Linked DNA regions of Mus musculus: region 1 is linked to region 2. A link is a contact called in public ChIA-PET data. All regions are on one chromosome and are shown on one strand. Each heading gives the region's core, a stretch centred on a gene start, on an enhancer-like site or on the middle of the called end of the contact. The rest is flanking DNA. Distances are from core to core; before and after follow the strand shown.

Region 1 (5,007 bases), core at 34-2,533, 39 kb before region 2:
ATAAGGCCCACACATAGTATTGCTCATACTTACTACACAGCAAGCCGAATCACTCCAACTGTTTCACTGAGTTCAACCTTAGTAAACCTGATGGGCTATCATCGAGAATGTCTTCCTTTTTAAAACTGTCTTTCCTTGCAGGGAAGAATGTCGTTTACATTGTGTTATGTAGGAACATCTTCTGAAACACACTGTCAGTTTCAGAAGCCTTGTGCTTGGCCTTCTTGCAAAGGACCATCACAGCTGGGCCTGTTGACTATTTATGTTCCACCATAGGGAGGGTATATGGAGACTTATGGAAGGGAACCCCTACCACACTATTCAGTCACTGTTGTATGTGGTTCTGCCCTGCTTGTATCTGGTCTCAGGGAGGGGCTAGAGGATATACCTGGGGGAAGATGGAGGGAGGGAATTCCATGTCAGGTTCCTAAGGACCATCATCCTTGCTATGTGCAGACCTTCCAGTGTGGCTATTCTAAGGTCATCTATGCTCCTATCCATACCCCTTACCAGTTGCTCTTTAAGCCTAATAAGCTCATTGGTTCTCCTGGGTGAACTTTGTTGGAATTATACCTAAGTTTGTCTTTAGGATCTTACGAGAAGGAACAGGCTTAAGTTTCTCCCAGGGAAGGGATCCTAGCAGCACACAATTTCTTAAAGTGACATCCCTTTAATAATTCACTTTTTGATCACTTTCCCTCTTCCTAGGCGGGGTATATTGCCTGGTTTTAACTCTTCCACTTGTAGCATGGCCAAGTGACTTGACTGTTTTGCCTCATTTTCCTGTATATGAGATTATCAATATTGTTGAGGGAGGTAGGGTTTATTACGTTACCTCTCCCCCCCAAACATGTCTATTTTCCTCTAAAACGTAAGACACTTTTAGCCCCATTTCATTCCATCCGCTTCTAGTATACCGTTTCCAAACTCCCGATGCACACACATGGGATGCATCTACCCATTATAACTATATATATATAACTATAATTTGGACATTTCCAGTGCTGTGTACACAAATGCAAAGACTGTGAAAAATGCAAAGACTGTGAAAGTCGCTTCCCGGTAAAAAAAAAAAATTCTTCCACTTTCAGGTCTCTAGAGGCTTCAAGCGACGATCAGGTGTCAAGAGTGGGGAATCTCGCCCCGGGGAGCGTCAGACGCTTCTCTGGAATCACCTTGGGAGTCTCCCGGCACGCGGGCAGCTGGGCGCATGCGCAGCGCCCAGCGCTGCGTCCTCCCGGAAGCGGCGGCTCTTCCCGCCCCGCCCCTCGCCGGCTCGGGCGGAGCGTGCGGCGGGCCCGGCGAGGAGGCGGGACACGTCGGCGCTGGCTCGGCCGCCGCCGCCCCTCCTCCGGTTCCAGCCGCCGCCGCCACCGCCGCTGCCGCCGCTTCCTGGGCCGAGTCCGTCCGCGGCCCCAGCGGCGTCAGGTGCCCTCGCCCGCCCGGCCTCGCCAGCGCCGTCCGCCCGTCCGCTCGCCCGCGTCCGGGCCCGCCGCCCCGCCGCCGACATGGCGACACGCTCCTGTCGGGAGAAGGCTCAGAAGCTGAACGAGCAGCACCAGCTCATCCTGTCCAAACTGCTGAGGGAGGAGGACAACAAGTACTGCGCCGACTGCGAGGCCAAAGGTAGCGCGCGGGCTTGGTGGCCGCTCGGCCGGGGCCTCCTGCGGCTGTGACCTTCCCACCCTCCGCGGCGTCTCGTCCGCGCCGGCTCTCCCGGGAGGGCGGGCGGCCTCTGGCTCTCGGCTAGCACGGAGGTCGCGGCCTCAGCCTCCGGCTCGGAGCCGGCGTCGCGCCGCTGCCACCGCCTTGGGCCGCCGGCTGGGCGGTGCTGATAGGGCTGTGGGAGCCCTCCTGCCTCAGCCTCAGCGACTCCGTGGGTGGAGTCGCCCTTAGGTCCCTGTCCTCTTGGCGACCCTCCCTTCCTCCCACGAGATCGCGTCGTCCTCCCTTTCCCCAGTGGTGCGGTGTCCCAGATGGAGCCCTACCTGCCTGCCCACCTGACAGCTCTTGCACAGGGCGTTTACTTCTGTTTCTGAAAAAGAACAGTGTTTTGGGGTGGTTTGAGATGTCACTGCATAACATAATCGAGATAGGGTTTTCATTATTTGTGTATACTATGTATAACACACACACACACACACACACACACACACACTCACACTCTCTTATTCTGGATGTTATAGTGTCCTAAGGAAAGTGTGTTATGTTCATAAAGAGTTCAGTCGTTAGATTCCCCCAGACGACCCATTGGCGAATTTGTGGACACTGGTCTGTCCACTTCATAAATGTGGAAGGTGCATTTTAAGATACTGAGAAGAAGAAGAAGAAAAAAAAACCCCACTATTTTTAGTTCAGGTGGAGGTTTCTGCTTGAGCCTTTGAAATAGATAAATTATTTTTAGCTGATAGTTTTTGTTTGGAGATGTGGTTTATTTCTAATGTAAGTAATATCATGGAGAGTAATGGAGATTTAAAAATCCTACTTCTATGTAGTTAGGAAAATGTACATTTGATTTTTCTCTGGGAAATAGGTAGTTGCTGGGAGCAGAGACAGCCATTGTGAGCGAGGATTAAGATTTCTGCATTATTTAACTACTTTTCTAGAGTTTTTACTGTTTTCTCTCAACACTGAGCAAAAGAGTCCATTGCAGTAGGCTGGGTTATATGTGAATAAATTAAGTCTCATAACATCAGCATCATCTCTCTGTCATAACAGCTACTTCCTTACTGGGCGAAATCACATGTACACACTTTAATTGGGATTTTTATGAAGCACTTTACAGCATTATAGTAACTTGACTGTGAGGTTATCCCATGTAATCCTTAGGCAAGGCATTTAAAAGAAAAGGCATGCCTGATTTTTGTAGTAATATTTATTTGCTTGCTTGGTACTTGATTCTTGCATGTGGTTATTAGGAAATAGTGTTCTGTATTGAAGCTCAGTCACTCTCTTATCTTTTTACTTGTAAAACACTTAAAAAAAATAGGTTATTAGAAGCTAAGAAAAGGAACAAGGGCCAGAGTTAGTTTATGTTTCATCACCTTGAGTCCTAACACAGTTAAGTAAAGACTCTGGTCTGGGAAGCTGTGGCTAAAGAGCATCCAGGGCTGCAGAGATGGTCTAGGGTCAGAACACCGGCTGCTCCCGAGCCACATAGCAGCTCTCTCTGTAACTCTAGGAACAGCAGGTCCCAGGCCCTCTGCTGGCCCCTGTAGCCACCAGGCATGCAGATGGCACAGAGACATGAAAATTCATACACATTTGTAAAAGAATTATGTAAGTCAATGTAAGCCAATAATTTCCTTTCATGAATAGAAGTAACTTAAAAGATTCAAATTTCTTTCTCCAAAGGGGTACTGCAATCAGATTTTCAGATTTTCACTAAATGTGTTAACCTTTTTTTTTTTTTTTTCTGTTTTTGGGAGATGGAAAGAAAGCAATTACGTTCTTCTTTAATTGGGTAAAGAAGTTTTACTTCTGAACAGTAGGCAACATTTGTTTTGATCACTTTTGTGTAACCGCGTGAATCCAGTCCATGTATGTGGAATGAATAGCTTTTTATTTTGCTCTTGTTTAGTCACTTAATTATGAATTTTCTCTTTTCTTGAGAAGTGGGAAAAGTGGGATAGTCTAGTATCAGTAGTTCAAGGGCTCCACTGGAAGGCCATGGGCTCTGTTGTCAGTGACTTAGAAAGATTATGAATTTCAGCCAAACCTAGAATAATGGTTGTAAATTATTTTATTGTTTTATTTTGATACTTAAGGAAATATTCACTGGTATGACCATTTCACATTTTACTTAGGATTTATAGGGTGTGTGTGTGTGTGTGTGTATGTATGTGTAAGATGCATTTGTGTGTACTGTGGGATCAAACACCATTGATTTCTATGTGGGAGGCAAGCATTTTTCCACTGTTACATCCCTCCTCTTTTTTGAGATGGGTTTGTCATCCTGGTTAGCCTCAGTCTTGTGATTTTCCTATCTTTCCTTCCTGAGTATGCATACTATACACTGTATAACTTTATACACTTCTTGTAAAGTTTTGTGCTTTTGGTATGGGCGAGCCCATTTTGACATATTCTTAGAGTAAAATCCTCCTTGGCTTTTTGTATGACTTTGAATCTGTTGTTCTATATGTCAGTAACCATAATAAATGTAAGTGGTGAAGTTCTGTTTTCTTACTTTAAAAGAGTTTCCCATTATTCTGTGAGAACATGGACCTAAAAGAAAGCTTAGTTTATCATCTGTTACCTGAGTAGAGTTAGCAGAGGAGTGCCGGTTGGATTTTGACACTTTCTTAGTCATTAGCTTGTATGTCTGGTACTGACAGTATTAGCAAGGAAGGAGGACATGATGGCACAGGTCCCGGCTCCTGCTCTTGACCCTGTTCTTCAATACATTGTACAACTGGAGAGCAGGAACTGCCAGATAGAGCTGCCTGACTCCGGCTATCACTGTGACTCTGCAGGAGTTGAAAGCAGTTCTCATGATTATTAATTGGTGGCAGTATGGGTAGCGAGGATATGGAGTCATTTTAAATTTGCCATCTTAAATTTACTTTTCAGAATTTAAGCTTCATTCATAAGTAATACTGGCTTTGATTTTTTTAAAATATGTAAAAATTGGAATGAAAATGACTTTCTTGCTCAGTAAGTTTTAGGGCAGTCAGAGACTCAAGGTTTTGAACCCTAGAGTTAATTTTTTCAGACTTTGTAGTATTCAAAGGGTATGCTGCTTTCTTAATTCAAACACTTCTTTTTTCCACAGGTCTTGAGGACAGTTAAGAACTGGATTAGGTTTTGGTACAGAAACTTTTATAAGACTGAAAGGAGTATGTTTAATGGAGACTGAACATGGCAATATTCAGAATGAGTGATTCTGAAACAGTATGCCAAGTGTAACGGTAGCGGCTATAAGAAATAACCTTCTCGGCCGGGCGTGGTGGTGCACGCCTTTAATCCCAGCACTCAGGAGGCAGAGGCAGGCGGATTTCTGAGTTCAAG
Region 2 (5,118 bases), core at 1,375-3,874:
CTGGGTCTAGATTTTCGGTTGTGTTGGGGTGCCCAGGACTAGGTGGGGTGGGAGTGCTGCGTTCTGATGATGGTGAGTGGTCTTGATTTCTGTTAGTAGGATTCTTACGTTTGCCTTTCGCCATCTGGTAATCTCTGAAGCTAGCTGTTTTAGTTGTCACTGTTAAGAGCTTGTTCTTCAGGTGACTCTGTTAGCCTCTATGAGCAGACCTGGAGGGTAGCACTCTCCTTAGTTTCAGTGGGCAGAGTATTCTCTGCAGGCAAGCTCTGTTCTTGCAAGGCAGGTACCCAGATATCTGGTGTTCGAACCAGACTCCTGGCAGAAGTTGTGTTCCACTCACTAGAGGTCTTAGGATCACGTGTGGAATCCTGTGTGGGCCCTTGCGGGTGTCAGGCGACTCAGCTGGCAAGGTAGCCGGGGCTCGAGTGGAGTGGAAGGGGTTTGTGCCCCAGATCAAGCCCGGGTAGCCTGCTTCCCTATGTACCGCAGTCTTAAGTTCCACGCGATTGGATTGGGGTAGGCGCTGTGTTCCACTCACCAGAGGTCTTAGGGTCCCGTGGGGAGTCCCGTGTGGGCCCTTGCGGGTGTTGGGCAAGACTCTGCTGTCAAGGTAGCCCGGGGCTCGAGTCTCGAGTCGAGCGGAAGGGACTTGTGCCCCAGATCAGGCCCGGGTAGCCTGCTTCCCTATGTACCGCAGTCTCAAGTTCCGCGCGATTGGATTGGGGCAGGCACTGTGATCCACTCACCAGAGGTCTTAGGGTCCCGTGGGGAGTCCCGTGTGGACCCTTGCGGGTGTTGGGCAAGACTCTGCTGGCAAGGTAGCCCGGGGCTCGAGTCTCGAGTCGAGCGAGCGGAAGGGCTATAATGGTTAATCTTGATTGCCAATTTTACTAGGATTAGGAATTACCATGGTAACAAAATTCTGGGCAAGTTTTTGAGGGATTATGTAAATTAGGTTAATTGAAGTGTAAAGACCCACCCTAAATGTGGGTTGCACCATTTGATGAACTGGGATCCCTTTGTGAGGAAAAGGAGAAAGTGGCAAACTCCCGCTTGCTCTTGCTGCCATGCCTTCTCTGAGTCAGTCCTTGGAATGATTGTCAGGAGTGAACCCTCTGCCTGCCCATAGTCCACAGTCTTTGCCCAGCATTTTGTCACAAGGAGTCAAGTCTGAATTTTTAGATAAGAGCTGCTATCTGTCTTTTGAAGTTGCTTTTTATTCAGATCTAAAGGTCTATCATTCTTGTTGTAAGAATGCTCAGAAATGCCAACTTGATACCATGGCATTTCATTAGTTTATTTACTACTTAAAACAATTGCCATGTCACAGAGAAGGATTCACAGAGCTTGACAAACTTTACCAGTGTTGGCCCTGGTGGAGGCAGAGCAAACATCTCTCACTGTAGAGTTCCCTTGTGTCAATTTCCAATCAAATCCTCCAAGGACAAACACTATACTGATTTCTGTCTACAAATTAGTTCCTTAGGGATATTTTTGGGTACCCCGTGGTGGGTATAAAAACCTGTATAAAAACAGCATTCCAATAGGTCACTCATGAAAAAGTGTGAGTCCATCAAAGTCTAGCTTGGGGAAGCAGTGTATTTAATGGACTTACTGATAAAGAGTACAGGCTAGAGTTGACTTGCAGGAGCCTGGGTGTGTCCCCCAAATACTACAAGTAGAAACTCTTACCCCAGCATAGTGAGTTCTCCCCTATAGCTGCATAGGGGTGTTGTAATGGAGGGAGTGATAGAAATCTGGTGCCGGTCTAGTGACTCTTCCCTTTCATTTTCTGTTAGGGAATGCTCAGAGCCAACAAGCCAGATCTGGGGTGTCTCTTGCAAGAGTTGCAACTGCTCTGATGCAGATGACAGCTCTTGGCTCAGGGACAGCACTGTGCATAAATTGAAACCTGTGTCTTGGAAGTCATTCCTATATAGTCTTCATTCAGATTTGGAAAAGTGATGGTTGCAATATGGTTTAATGTTCTGTAATTAGAATAAAGGCTTTTTGATGTAAAAATAGTTAGGTATTTATTAATCAAAGTAAGAGAAGTAATTTCACCACATTTAAATGTACTCTGTGTCACCTTTATGGTCACTATTACCACTCCCATGATACTCATATAATCATGAGTACTATTTTCAAAGATGCTAATCTTTTTTAAAAATGCTTTACCAAAAGATCTAACCAGACCCGAGTCCAGTTAAACTATTAAGTTTGAGGTATATATGGTTTTTATAAAATGTAGCCACTTAGAAAGTAATATCTAAGGGTTACTTATTTACTGCTATTAGATATGCCATATTCTCATCACTCACTCACACACACACACACACACACACACACACACACACACACACACACACACACACACACACTGTATGTTCTTTCAGTTTTTTTTAAAGACATCTCCTGAACATGGTGTTTTAGAGTTATTGACTGCTTGTTTTTAAATAAATAGTTTTTATCAAAATGTATTTTTGTTACTGAATAAATAAAGTTACCTGTGTTTAAAAACTTGAGATTCTTTTAATGTGGTTTAGGGTTAGATTGAGTGTCTCTGAGTGTGAGCTTGTCAGGTTTTGCGTTTGTTTGTTTGAACACAGTTCTCACTGTGCTTCTTGGCTGGCTTGGAACTCACCGTGTAGACCAGGCTCCCCTCTAGTTCATGGAGAAAGATGGACTTAACTCTGTCTCCACCTGCTGAGATTAAAGCATGGATGCCTATGCCCAGCCTGTTGTCATGGACTTTTCAAATTTTTGGAGAGGATTAATTTTTGTATGATTAATAAACATATCTTTCACATTTGATTTTTAATGTATTAATTTTTAAGTTTACCCATTGTCTATGAATCATTCCTTATTCATTTTAATCTTTTCAGTATCTATATTGCATTTGAACAGTGAACAATGTCCTTGTTATTAAGAAATGATACTGCCAAGGTTTTTAGCTTCTTCAAAACTTTGCACTGAGTAAAACAAGTCTATCATTACTAGCATAGTTTGTGTCAAGACTAACTAGCAGCTAGAAGTACATAGTTGAGATTTACTGTTGAGTGAGCAAGTAGAGATGAGTATGACTATCCCATTCCTCAGATTATCTCACTGTAAGCTTAGTCCTCTCTGGTTAGCACTGTAGCTTGAAAACATTTTCAGTAATTACCTGTGAATGAGAAAGTCACTCATCACTCTTAGCAATATGACTTAGCTTTCCTCAGAAGTGTAATCTAACCTCAAAGGATACACTTTTTTCTTGTCTTAGTTCAAAAGAATGTGGCAGGATGCTCAGGCTAGATGTGAAGGATGGGTGTTCCTTCTCATGCTGAAAGAAATATTCTTAGTAGATAATTTGAGTGCTTATATTTTCTGGCATAAGACAGAAAGATAATTCGCTAAATGTGTATAGATTTCTATTATTATCTAGTTATTGGTAAGAAAACTTATTATGAGGTAAATTGGTAGCCTTTGCTTCACTTGCCTGCCTCAATACCAACTTTAAGTCTCAGAGGAAGTGTTGTGACCAGCAAGGTGGCTCGGAGGGTCAGGACACTTGCTGAGCCTGCTGATGGACCTCCACATAGGTGGGCAGGCGGATGCCTGCCTGCACACATGGACACATTAACACTTTTTTAAAAGGACAGATTACTGCTTTGGAAGCCAAAATTATGGGATTCTATCAGTGTTTATCAGATATAAAATTTATTTCACAAGTAAATATTCAACATGATAGAACAAGACAACAAATAAAAGACATACTCAAAAATGGAGAACAACAACTGTGCTGTTTTCCCGGGCTTTAATTTGAATTGCCAGTTAGGCTAAGTACAATAATGGTATAGCATTGGAAATGTAAATGAGCTAAATACCTAATAAAAAATGAAAAAAAAAAAAAAAAAAGAATGGCTCAAAAAGTGTAGATAAGTAACCGAGCAATGTCACTGTGCTAAAGTAGCAACTAAACTGTAGGTGTTCCTCGTGGTTAGGGTTCTGCTGTGCCCGTCTTCAGCTGTCAGGCCATGGGGGTAAAAGGTAGAGGTAAAGTCTCAGTACAGACGATGGAGACTTCTCCCCCCACCCCCAATACACTTCTTTAGGTTTTCATTACTTACCTTTCATTATTTTCATTTCTTACCTACCTTCTTACCCACCTGTCATCCATGCATCCATCCATGCATCCATCCATGCATCCAGCCATCCATTTATGTCTGTTTAAAAATGTTCATTGTTGTGCAATAAAACAGCATATAGTTGATGGAAACACATTATTTCTTGTGGTATTTCTGTCACCTTTAAAGTTAAAATCCTTGAGTTAAGTTAGATGGTAGATGCAGTTGTAGCACTGTGGAGGTTGAGGCAGGAAGATCTAGTGAAAGGCCAGCTCCCAGTTACATAGTAGACATCCAGGCCAGCAAAGCTTTCCATTTAAAAAGTTTTAGATGAAAGTGGAGGTATGTGACTATTTCCTTTCATGTAATTTCTGCAAAGGAAAAGTATATTAAATAAAATTTTTAAAACATAGTTGTATTCATCTAGTATTTTTGAATTAAACTGGTCGTCACTTTTTTCACTGAGTGTGCAGCAGATGTGGCACTGCTAATCTTACTGCTGCTGCAGCTTTCTTCTTATTGATGCTCTGGTAAATTCTCTACATTTGTATGTTTGAATTGTATGTAGCTTTAAATATAAACTGAATTTCTCAATGACAGGAATGTCTATATTTGCTATGCTTGTTCAGTAATATGTTTAATCTTTTTAGACTTGTAATGTGACTTATCTTATATATCAAATATTCATTTTCTAACTCTAATAATATCACTTTCTTTTGAATAACTTTTTTTATATTTTAAATTTAAAGCAATTCAACCTTCTTTTGCATCTCCATTTTTGGGTGTCTTTTTCATTTGTTGTCTTAACTAACCTGGACCTCCAAGATCTCTCAGACACTGAGCCACCAATCAGGAAGCATACGCTAGCTGGTACAAGGCCCCCGACACATACATACCCTGTAAAACTTTTAAAACATCAAATTGTTGAATATAGGTTTTGTTTTTCATGCTAAACTAAGACTGTTTTGTACTTATGGCATCTCAGAAATAGAAGAGCTTCATCCATATT

What was found. ChIA-PET counts read pairs in DNA pulled down with a chosen protein or histone mark.
Region 1: a contact with region 2 is called in an RNA polymerase II ChIA-PET map of memory CD8 T cells, with 24 read pairs. The contact joins the promoter of Smap1 here to the enhancer-like site in region 2. A contact is called at or near these places in 1 of 39 promoter capture datasets (the C10 cell line), 1 of 484 Hi-C or Micro-C datasets (olfactory sensory neurons), 3 of 115 datasets of contacts at active chromatin or transcription factors (cardiomyocytes, embryonic stem cells and memory CD8 T cells) and 2 of 9 other capture datasets (adipose tissue and liver).

What each region holds. Positions count from the first base shown.
Region 1 is chr1:23,918,657-23,923,663 of GRCm38.p6, reverse strand. It overlaps Smap1 (small ArfGAP 1), which reads left to right and starts at 1,283. Exons shown (of 10, transcript NM_028534.3): 1 at 1,283-1,626. The coding sequence starts at 1,509.
Region 2 is chr1:23,881,012-23,886,129 of GRCm38.p6, reverse strand. All of the region lies in intron 2 of Smap1 (small ArfGAP 1), which reads left to right. Among named protein-coding and RNA genes, the nearest start is that of Smap1, 39 kb to the left of the region's middle. Within about 2 kb of position 2,624, at least 8 of the 459 cell types and tissues checked have an H3K27ac peak or open chromatin away from gene starts, as enhancers often do. A contact at or near this core is called in memory CD8 T cells, where this site is marked.